Regions from separate parts of the Ovis aries genome. Here region 2 is linked to region 1. Evidence: chromatin contacts called from public Hi-C data. All regions are on one chromosome and are shown on one strand. The core of a region is the stretch at or near the end of the contact, and the rest is flanking DNA. Distances in the headings are between cores, read along the strand shown.

What was found. Hi-C and Micro-C count contacts between places; a contact is called where the count stands out from the background.
Region 2: a Hi-C map of tail adipose tissue shows a contact between it and region 1, with 2.8 times the contacts expected there. The contact joins the enhancer-like site here to the promoter of HES1 in region 1. A contact is called at or near these places in 3 of 16 Hi-C or Micro-C datasets (hypothalamus, skin fibroblasts and tail adipose tissue).

Annotation. Positions count from the first base shown.
Region 1 is chr1:194,184,119-194,188,539 of ARS-UI_Ramb_v3.0, reverse strand. HES1 (hes family bHLH transcription factor 1) reads left to right here and starts at 2,523. Exons shown (of 4, transcript XM_004003033.5): 1 at 2,523-2,866; 2 at 3,006-3,101; 3 at 3,331-3,418; 4 at 4,090-4,421. The coding sequence starts at 2,759. It overlaps LOC121816684 (a long non-coding RNA gene), which reads right to left and starts at 1,470. Exons shown (of 2, transcript XR_006056345.2): 1 at 1,318-1,470; 2 at 1-169.
Region 2 is chr1:194,406,345-194,410,765 of ARS-UI_Ramb_v3.0, reverse strand. No RefSeq gene overlaps it. Among named protein-coding and RNA genes, the nearest start is that of HES1, 220 kb to the right of the region's middle. Within about 2 kb of position 2,120, at least 11 of the 54 cell types and tissues checked have an H3K27ac peak or open chromatin away from gene starts, as enhancers often do. A contact at or near this core is called in tail adipose tissue, where this site is marked.

The DNA of each region.
Region 1 (4,421 bases), core at 1,274-3,773:
TCACCCAAGCTCTAAGAGAAAAGAATAGTAATAGAGGAATGCTTCCGTCATCAATCAGAAAATCATTCTGCTTGCCTCCAGAGTTGACCATCAGTTCCTTGCAGGCTGCCACTATATCTCTCGTGGTAATCCCAGGGTTTAACACTGTGTCTGGCACAGAGCATGCGTCCTGTAATGAAAGGAAGAGAGGGGCTTGCCCAAGGTCACCCAGAGCCAGGAACCGCTGAATCTCATCCGGGACCAGATCTGGTGAAATCATTTACAACATTATCTCAGTGGGGAGCTCAGAGGAAGGAAGGAATGAAGTGACTGAGAAATGTGTGCCAGGCCTCCGGCGGCCTCTAAGCCTGGAGGACTGGGAGGGGGTGGGGTGGGGGCCGACATCAAACAAGACGCGCTCTCGGCTCCTGGGCTGCCCCAAGCCGCCCGAGCAGCTCCCCGAGCTCCTGGGCGGCGGGAAGGGCGGAAGGGGTGGGGGCGCGGGGGCTGGCGACCCGGGCAGGCGGGCGAGCGGGAGGGAGGCGGCGGGGGCGACGGCGGCCGGCCGGGACAGTGCGCGTCGCCCGCCCTGCGCGGCAAATCCCCCAGGGAGGCCGCCGCCAGAGCCCTGGCGCTCCCGGCCCGGCGCCCGCCACGTGGCACCCGGCGGCGGCGGCGGCGGCGGCTCCTCCCGGCGCGCGGCCCGGCCAGCCGGCAGCACGCAGCCGCCCGCGCCGCCCGCCTCTTCCCGGCCGCCCGCCGGCGGCCTCCCGGGTGCAGCGAGGGGGAGCTGCCCGGCCTCCCTGGACTCGGAGAGAAGGCGGGCGGCGCGAAGCCGCTTTAACCGCAGCCGCCGAGCGGAGGCAGGAGGCTGACCCGGCCGCTTCCTAAGTGCGGTCAGGCATCTCGTGACCACGGCGGGCGCCGGGGGCCCCGCGGGGGGAGGGAGGGCCAGGGCAGGGAGCAAACAAGAAGGTCCCCACCCCTCCCCCGGGCTGTTGCAAGTGAGGCTTTCGGCGGAGTTAAAACCTCAAGCCCGAAATCAGGGGTGGAGGGGGGGGTTGGAATAATTCCCCACTCTCCACCCCAGGGCGTGCGCTCCCCGCCCGGAAGGGCTGACCTTGGCCCGGGGGTAGTTGGGGTGGGGGCGGTTGGTCAGCGCCTGGGCTAGGCTCCCAGCCCGCCGCCCCCTCGGATTCCAGGCCCGGCGGGGGCCGGAGGAGAGGGGGGGGCCCGGGGACACACACACACACCCCACACGCAGCGCGCGCCAATGAGCCCAGGCCAGGCGCAGGGGGCGGGGTTTTCCCAGGCTCGAGCACAGCAGCTGCTATTTACCTTCTTGGCTTCTCCCGGGGACCAGGAACCAGCCCCCGCGCTCCGCCGCCCGCCGCCGCCCCCCGCCTCCCTGCCCCCGGGGCGCGCGCACACACTCACACACGCACGCACACACACACATCCTCCCTGCCCGGCCGCAGTCGCGGCGGCAATAAAACATCCTGGCACGTGCTCCGGCTCCAGGCGCGCCCTCGCCGGCCGGCTGATGTCAAACTGCAGCTCGGCTGGTGTAGCTCTTAAAGGGCCCGCGCGCGCCGGGTGCCGAGGCTGCCCTGGCCGCCCGCGGGGCGGGAAGGAGGGAGAGGCTGCCGCTCGGCAGGCCGCCTCGGCGCGCTGCAGAACCGAGAGGGGGCGGATGGAAAGGGAAAAGTTGGCAAGGACGTGCGTGCGTCCTTGAGGCATTGCCATCAAAGTCCCCCTTGTTAACCTTTCATTTGAAATTCCATTTCCTTTCTGCTCAGTTGGAAATTATTCTGATTGTTTCCTGGGGAAGCGCGGGGTCCGAGGCCCCCAACTCCAGAGGAAAAATGAGGGACGGACCGGGGGAGGGGTGCGGGGATCGAAAACCACCTTGCTCTGAAAAACCTGCAAATATAAGATGGAGGCACATTTTCCTTTTCTGCATGCAAAAGGAAAATTTTTTGCCCTTTTTTGCACGGTCAACTTTCACCCCCCTCCTCCCCCGAACGTGCGGAGTCTGAGAGGGAAATCACTTAGATCTTTTCGTAACTCACACCCTTACATTCCCCCGTTCTAACCACTGCATTTATAACCTTTAATCCCTGTCCTTCTAAACCTTTAAAAATATATATTTCAAATGAACTTATTACTGGCAAAGCAGCTCTATTACATATGAAAGGAAATAAAGAGCAAAGGCCGAAGCCCCAAGAGAAATAAACTAGACTAGAGCAAACCCAATGCGGAAAAATCCTTTCTAAAGCAAAGGCCAGCAGGGAGAGTAGCAAAGGGTTAAAATCCTTTTGATTGACGTTGTAGCCTCTGGTGCCCCGGGCTCAGGCGCGCGCCATTGGCCGCCAGGCCTTGTGCCTGGCGGCCAATGGGGGGGCGCGGTCCACGAGCGGTGCCGCGTGTCTCCTCCTCCCATTGGCTGAAAGTTACTGTGGGAAAGAAAGTTTGGGAAGTTTCACACGAGCCGTTCGCGTGCAGTCCCAGATATATATAGAGGCCGCCAGGGCCTGGGGATCACACAGGATCCGGAGCTGGTGCTGATAACAGCGGAATCCCCCGTCTACCTCTCTCCTTGGTCCTGGAATTGCGCTACCGATCACCAAGTAGCCATAAGATATTATAATAAACCCTCAGCACTTGCTCAGTAGTTTTGAGAAAGTATAAAGTAAAAGGGACATAAGCAAGACAATTTTTTTGTGTGTGAAGAACTCCAAAAATAAAATTCTCTAGGGATTAAAAAAAGAAAAAGAAAATGCCAGCTGATATAATGGAGAAAAACTCCTCGTCCCCGGTGGCTGCTACCCCAGCCAGTGTCAACACGACACCGGATAAACCAAAGACAGCATCTGAGCACAGAAAGGTAAGGGCAGTACCTGTATTTCCCTGCACCCCCAAGAAATTAAGTCGGGGTTGGGGCTCTTTTCTCCCTTAAAATCGCGGGGAGAAATGGCAGGTCCCATGGGAACTCAAGCGCTCTTTTTTAAAAATTTTCTTTACAGTCATCAAAGCCTATCATGGAGAAAAGACGAAGAGCAAGAATAAATGAAAGTCTGAGCCAGCTAAAAACACTGATTTTGGATGCTCTTAAAAAAGATGTAAGTGGGTAATTCTTTTTTTCTCTCTCTCCCAGGTATTAAGAATGAAATCCCCTTGCCTGCGGGGTCTTCCCTGCCTGCACTGCATTCTCAGAGGCGGGAGAGCTGGGCCCCTCTAGCCGAGGTCTAGGGCTGTCGCCGCCATGGCCAGGGGGAGGGACGGACCCCCACCATTCCGAAACCTCTGGCGAGGCTCTCACTTTCCTCCTTTGCCTCCTCTTCTGTGCAGAGTTCGCGGCATTCCAAGCTGGAGAAGGCGGACATTCTGGAAATGACAGTGAAACACCTCCGGAACCTGCAGCGGGCACAGATGACGGGTGAGAGCGGCTCGCCGCGTCCCCCTCTGCGGGCGTCTCTCTCGCCCCGCGGTGATTTCTTCCAGACTTCCGCCCGTGGTTGTGAGAGGCATTCAGCTACATTTTACTGCCTTGGCTCACTCTTGCGTTCCCACGGTCTGGGGCTTATTTATAGCCACAACTCCAAGTTGTTACTGTTCCGGAAAGGGAGGGAGAGAGGTTGTAGTGGCGAGGGCGGCGGGCGGCGGGCGGCTTGGCAGTGGGGGAAGCGGATGGGGGGGGGGGTGAAAGGATTTAGAACCGTGGTGGTTTTTAAGCTGCGTGGAGCTTGGGGTCATCTAGTTTAGCACGCCCTCCTCGCCCGCTACATAAGGGGAAATAAGGCTCGGATGGTGCAGAAGAGGGGGAAGGGCACTATCCAAGGTCACATCGCGCGGGGGTGGGGAGGAGGCAAATTTGAGGCTTCAGATCGGGTTAAATGAAGCGACAGGGAATGGAGAGGGAGCGTCTCGGGGTCTGTCGCCAAGCTAGTGTGGCTAGGTGGAGGGTTTTTCTAAACCCAGCCGGCTACCCAGAGGCAGTTCCGCGGGCGGGTGGTCAGGGAGGCGCGCCGCGAGGACCTCCCAGGGCGGAGGCGATGGCTTCGGGGCCAGGGCCTTTCGGTGACCCATCCGTCTCCTTCTGGCCCGCAGCCGCGCTAAGCACAGACCCGAGCGTGCTGGGGAAGTACCGCGCCGGCTTCAGCGAGTGCATGAACGAGGTGACCCGCTTCCTGTCCACGTGTGAGGGCGTTAACACCGAGGTGCGCACCCGACTCCTCGGCCACCTGGCCAACTGCATGACCCAGATCAACGCCATGACCTACCCAGGGCAGCCGCACCCCGCCTTGCAGGCGCCGCCGCCGCCCCCGCCAGGACCTGGCGGCCCGCAGCACGCGCCGTTCGCGCCGCCGCCGCCGCTCGTGCCGATCCCCGGGGGTGCGGCGCCCCCTCCCGGCGGCGCGCCCTGCAAGCTGGGCAGCCCT
Region 2 (4,421 bases), core at 871-3,370, 220 kb before region 1:
ATGTTGCCGCATGCTGCTGCCAGCAAGGCTCTCAGCCTTCCAGTTCTGTGTTTCATCTTGGCTTTAGCAGAATGTATTAATAGAAGGGAACATCTGGCAGAATGGCATCACGAAATGGGACCCAGCTGCTCAGCCAAGTACCACCGAGAGCTGTTTATCCGTGGAATTAACCTTTTGTTCCACGTGTGTTTTGTGGTAGGGCTGTGATGTGTTTTTAGTTCACGTTATTCCCAGTCTCTTCTCATGGCACCTAATTTTTGCTGGTTCAGCACTTCACATTCCTGGCAGAAGGCAGTTCAGAACAGCTGGCTGCTTGAAAACCCTCCGGTGGGCAGTCGAACTTGGCTCCTTATAGACTGATGAAACCACAGATGGGCCCAGGTCGGCTCGTGGGAGAATCCCAGTCAGGCCTGACTCCATCTGCACACTGAAATGGTGTCTAGACAGGAGGCTGGGAACCCTCACCTCCAAATTCACTTGGAAAGAGCTCAAAGTGTGAAAGGAATTTACTGCCACTGAAAGATCTGGATCGTGCAGGCCAAACCCCAGGAAGTGCTCTGGGAGAAAGAAGGGAAGGGAGGAGGGACAGAAGGAAGGGCCGAAGGAAGGAAGAGAAGAGGGAGGGAAGGGGTACTTCCCAGAGAGTGTACATGCTGGATTAGCATAGCTCACAGGATCACTCCGTGCCTGTACCATCTCCTGCATGGGGGTCGCAGGCTCTGAGCATCAGAAAGGTTGTCCCCCATGGTTCAGCTCCAGGAAGGAAACATGAATCCTCACATATCAGCCTCAGGGCTAGACATGGACCAAAAAGGGCTTGTTTTGTTGTTGTTTTGCCTGGGTTTACATGGAAGCCCAAGATATAAAACAGAACAAAGTGAACTGGCTCTGACTGTAGGAGAAGCAGGAAGTGGCCAGGAGCCCACTCCCTAGGGCATTTCTTCCATTTCCCCACCAGCGCTCCATCCCCTTGAACCGGCCCAAAAAAAACACATTGAGATTGAAACTAATGGATCCATGCCAAGGCTCAAGTGGGTGGAAGCCAAGAGAGGGGAACAGACTTCCCTATGAGTGAGTGGCAGCACTGGGACTGGGAGTGTGTCTCCGCCTCTCAGGCAGGTACTGACACTTACACCCCCAGCTAGGTGTGCACCTGGGCTTCCTCATTTCCCGATCCTACCGAGGAGGACGGCGCGTCTCTAGAGCGATAGGAAAAGCACAAGGAAGCAAGCTGTGGATCCTCCCCACCCCAGGCATACATTCCCAGCTGGGGAACACTCACTGCATGCGGCTGCACCATTCTAAAAGCACCTCCAGCCCTAGATTCAGACAAGCAGACTTCGTCTGGGTACCATATGTCTGGCTTCTTAGAGATTTCATTTTACATTAAAAATATAAACATTGGAATAAAGGAAAAGCTGAATTCATTTCATGCTTATTCAATGAAAGGTTTGTTTGTGATTTATTAATTTTTTAAAATAGAAAAGAAGGGAACCACAAAGAAAAAAAAAAAAAAAGGCAACAGATCACATATCCTCTAAGCAACCTGTAGGCTAATGCCAGCATTAGGCCTGTCTTAAACAGACCAGCTTTGGCCTCCTGAAAGATATATTTTAGTGGAGAAATCAGTGTGAGAACATGATACGATTTGAACAGATGAAGAATGTGAATAAAAGAAGTTCCCTGACTCTCAAAACACATTGTTTTGGAAGATTACCCAGACGTGCAATTTAATACCAGATGTTGGCATCTGGAGAGACCCTGATTTGACAATCTGGCAGGAAATATGAAGAAAACACAAATGGTCATTAAAAAAAAAAAAAAAGAAAGCCTGGCTGCAGTGATCCAGTAGAGCAGTCTGGGAATGTCAGAAAGCCAGCGTTTATCACCCGTGAAGCTTGAGTGACGGCAAGTGCTGCCTCAGAGCAAGGAGGGCTCTAGGAGGGTATGTGAGAGTACATGGTGAGTGCAGTCAGTAGTTGGGGAAGCAGGCCGGGGGGTGGGGGGTCCCTGTGATGTGGCCACAGGGCTGGGAGGAAATGGCCCTCCCAACCTGCTATTACAGCAGCTGAGGTTGGGCCCAGCCTGACAGCTGGGGGCTGGCAGCCTACACAGGAAGCTGGCTGGCCCGCCATCAGCACAGCGGGAACAGACAGCACTTTCCCAAGCTCCGGATTCCAGGATACACCATGCCAGACTCATTCCAGTAGCCTGACTATCCTCGGCTCATTCACCTTCTTCTTAACCAGATTGAGTGTTAATATTGTACCTTCCAGTCTGTGCCTAGAAATTCATTTTTTAAAAATGCTTTGCAGCATAATTTACATGCAGTCAAATACTAAGATCTTAAGTGCTTGATCAGATTTGACAAATGAACACAGTCACGGGTCCCAGACTCTGATCAAGATACAGAACATTTCTATCCCCTCAAGAAATGTCCTCCTTGCCCCTTCCTAGTCAATATCCTGCACATGCATACGCTCAGCATGGAGCAGTCAACCATGGGGCTGACTTCCCTCACCACAGGTAGAAGCTGATATTCTAGAACGTCATACAAATGGAGTACCACATATTCTCTTTTGTCTGACTGCCTTCACTCAGTATGCTTTTGAAATTCATGCAAGTTGTTGCATGCATCAGTAGTTAATTCCTTTTTTTTCTTTCTCTCTGTGTAGTATTTTATTGGACGGATATACCACAAATACCATAATTTGTTGTTTATCCTTTTAGCCATTTTTGGACATCTGGGATGTATCCACTTTTTAGCAATTATGAATCTAAGCTGCCATAAACTTTCTCTAGAAGTCATGTAAATTCATTCCTCCAGAGTAAATATCTAGGGGTGGAATTGGTGGACCATAGGGTAAATGATGTTTAATTTTTTAAAAAACTGCCAAACAGATTTCCAAGGCGGTTGTTCTGAAGTTCATATTTGCAGTATGCCTATCATGGTGGTCCCCATGCCCTAGTGCGTGTGACTACGCTTGTGGACGCAGTGAAGAGCATCAGGAAACCGAGGCATATTTGTACTGAAGTGTCCCGATCTCAGTTTCCTTATTTGTTGAGTGAGCTGGTTGAGCAGATGATGTTCAAAGGTATTTCTCATTCCATTCTGACATAATAAATCTTCTATTTCACCACTCTCTCGGAAAGCAAAACAAAAAATACATTAGTTATTATTCTCTTTTAAAAGCCAATACAGTAAATCCTCTACATACATATGAGTTCTGTTCTGAGAGCACATTTGAAAGCCCAATTCGTTTTTAAGTCCAACAAAGTTAGCCTAGGTACCTACCTAACACAATCAGCCATATAGTACCATACTGTAATAGGTTTATAATACTTTCCACAATAATATATGAAAAAGTAAAGAAAATATGTTTAATCTTTTAGTGCAGTACCTTGAAAAGTACAGTAGTACAGTACAACAGCTGGCCTATATTAGACTGGCATCCAGTGACAGGTAAGAAGAGTTACTGACTGAAGGAGGGACAGGCGATGAGAGATGGGATGATACTGAAGGATCGTCAGCAATAGGAGATGGATGGCAAGCTGCAATTTCACTCATGCCTCATGCTGATGGCAAAGGTTCTGGTTCCTTGCTGGATTAAATTCTATCTACCCTCTTGAAAAAGTGACCCAGTGATGTCTGGGTGGTAGCTCTTTTCTTCCTATCATAAATGACATGGTAGCATGAAAGGCTGTTGGAACCTTTGTGTACCATTCTATATTTCGGTCCTGTGTCTCAAAAACTAACAGTGCCTCCTGAAATAGAACTAGCTGGACATGCAAACTCATGTCTGCATCTGTGAAATTTTGCAACTTGAAGCTTCCAGGCTTTCACTGCTAGAGGGTGGATTCAGTCCCTGGTTGGGGAACTTCATGGTAGACCGATGGGGAAACAGTGGCAACAGTGTCAGACTTTTTTTTTTTTTTGGCTCCAAAATCACTGCAGATGGTGATTGCAGCCATGAAATTAAAAGACGCTTACTCCTTGGAACAAAAGTTATGACCAACCTAGACAGTATATTCAAAAGCAGAGACATTACTTTGCTGACTAAGGTCCCTCTAGTCAAGGCTATGGTTTTTCCTGTGGTCATGTATGGATGTGAGAGTTGGACTGTGAAGAAAGCTGAAGGCTGAACAATTGGTGCTTTTGAACTGTGACGTTGGAGAAGACTCCTGAGAGTGCCTTGGACTGCAAGGAGATCCAACCAGTCCATTCTGAAGGAGATCAGCCCTGGGATTTCTTTGGAAGGAATGATGCTAAAGCTGAAACTCCAGTACTTTGGCCACCTCATGTGAAGAGTTGACTCATTGGAAAAGACTCTGATGCTGGGAGGGATTGGGGGCAGGAGGAGAAGGGGACGACTGAGGATGAGATGGCTGGATGGCATCACTGACTCGATGGACATGAGTCT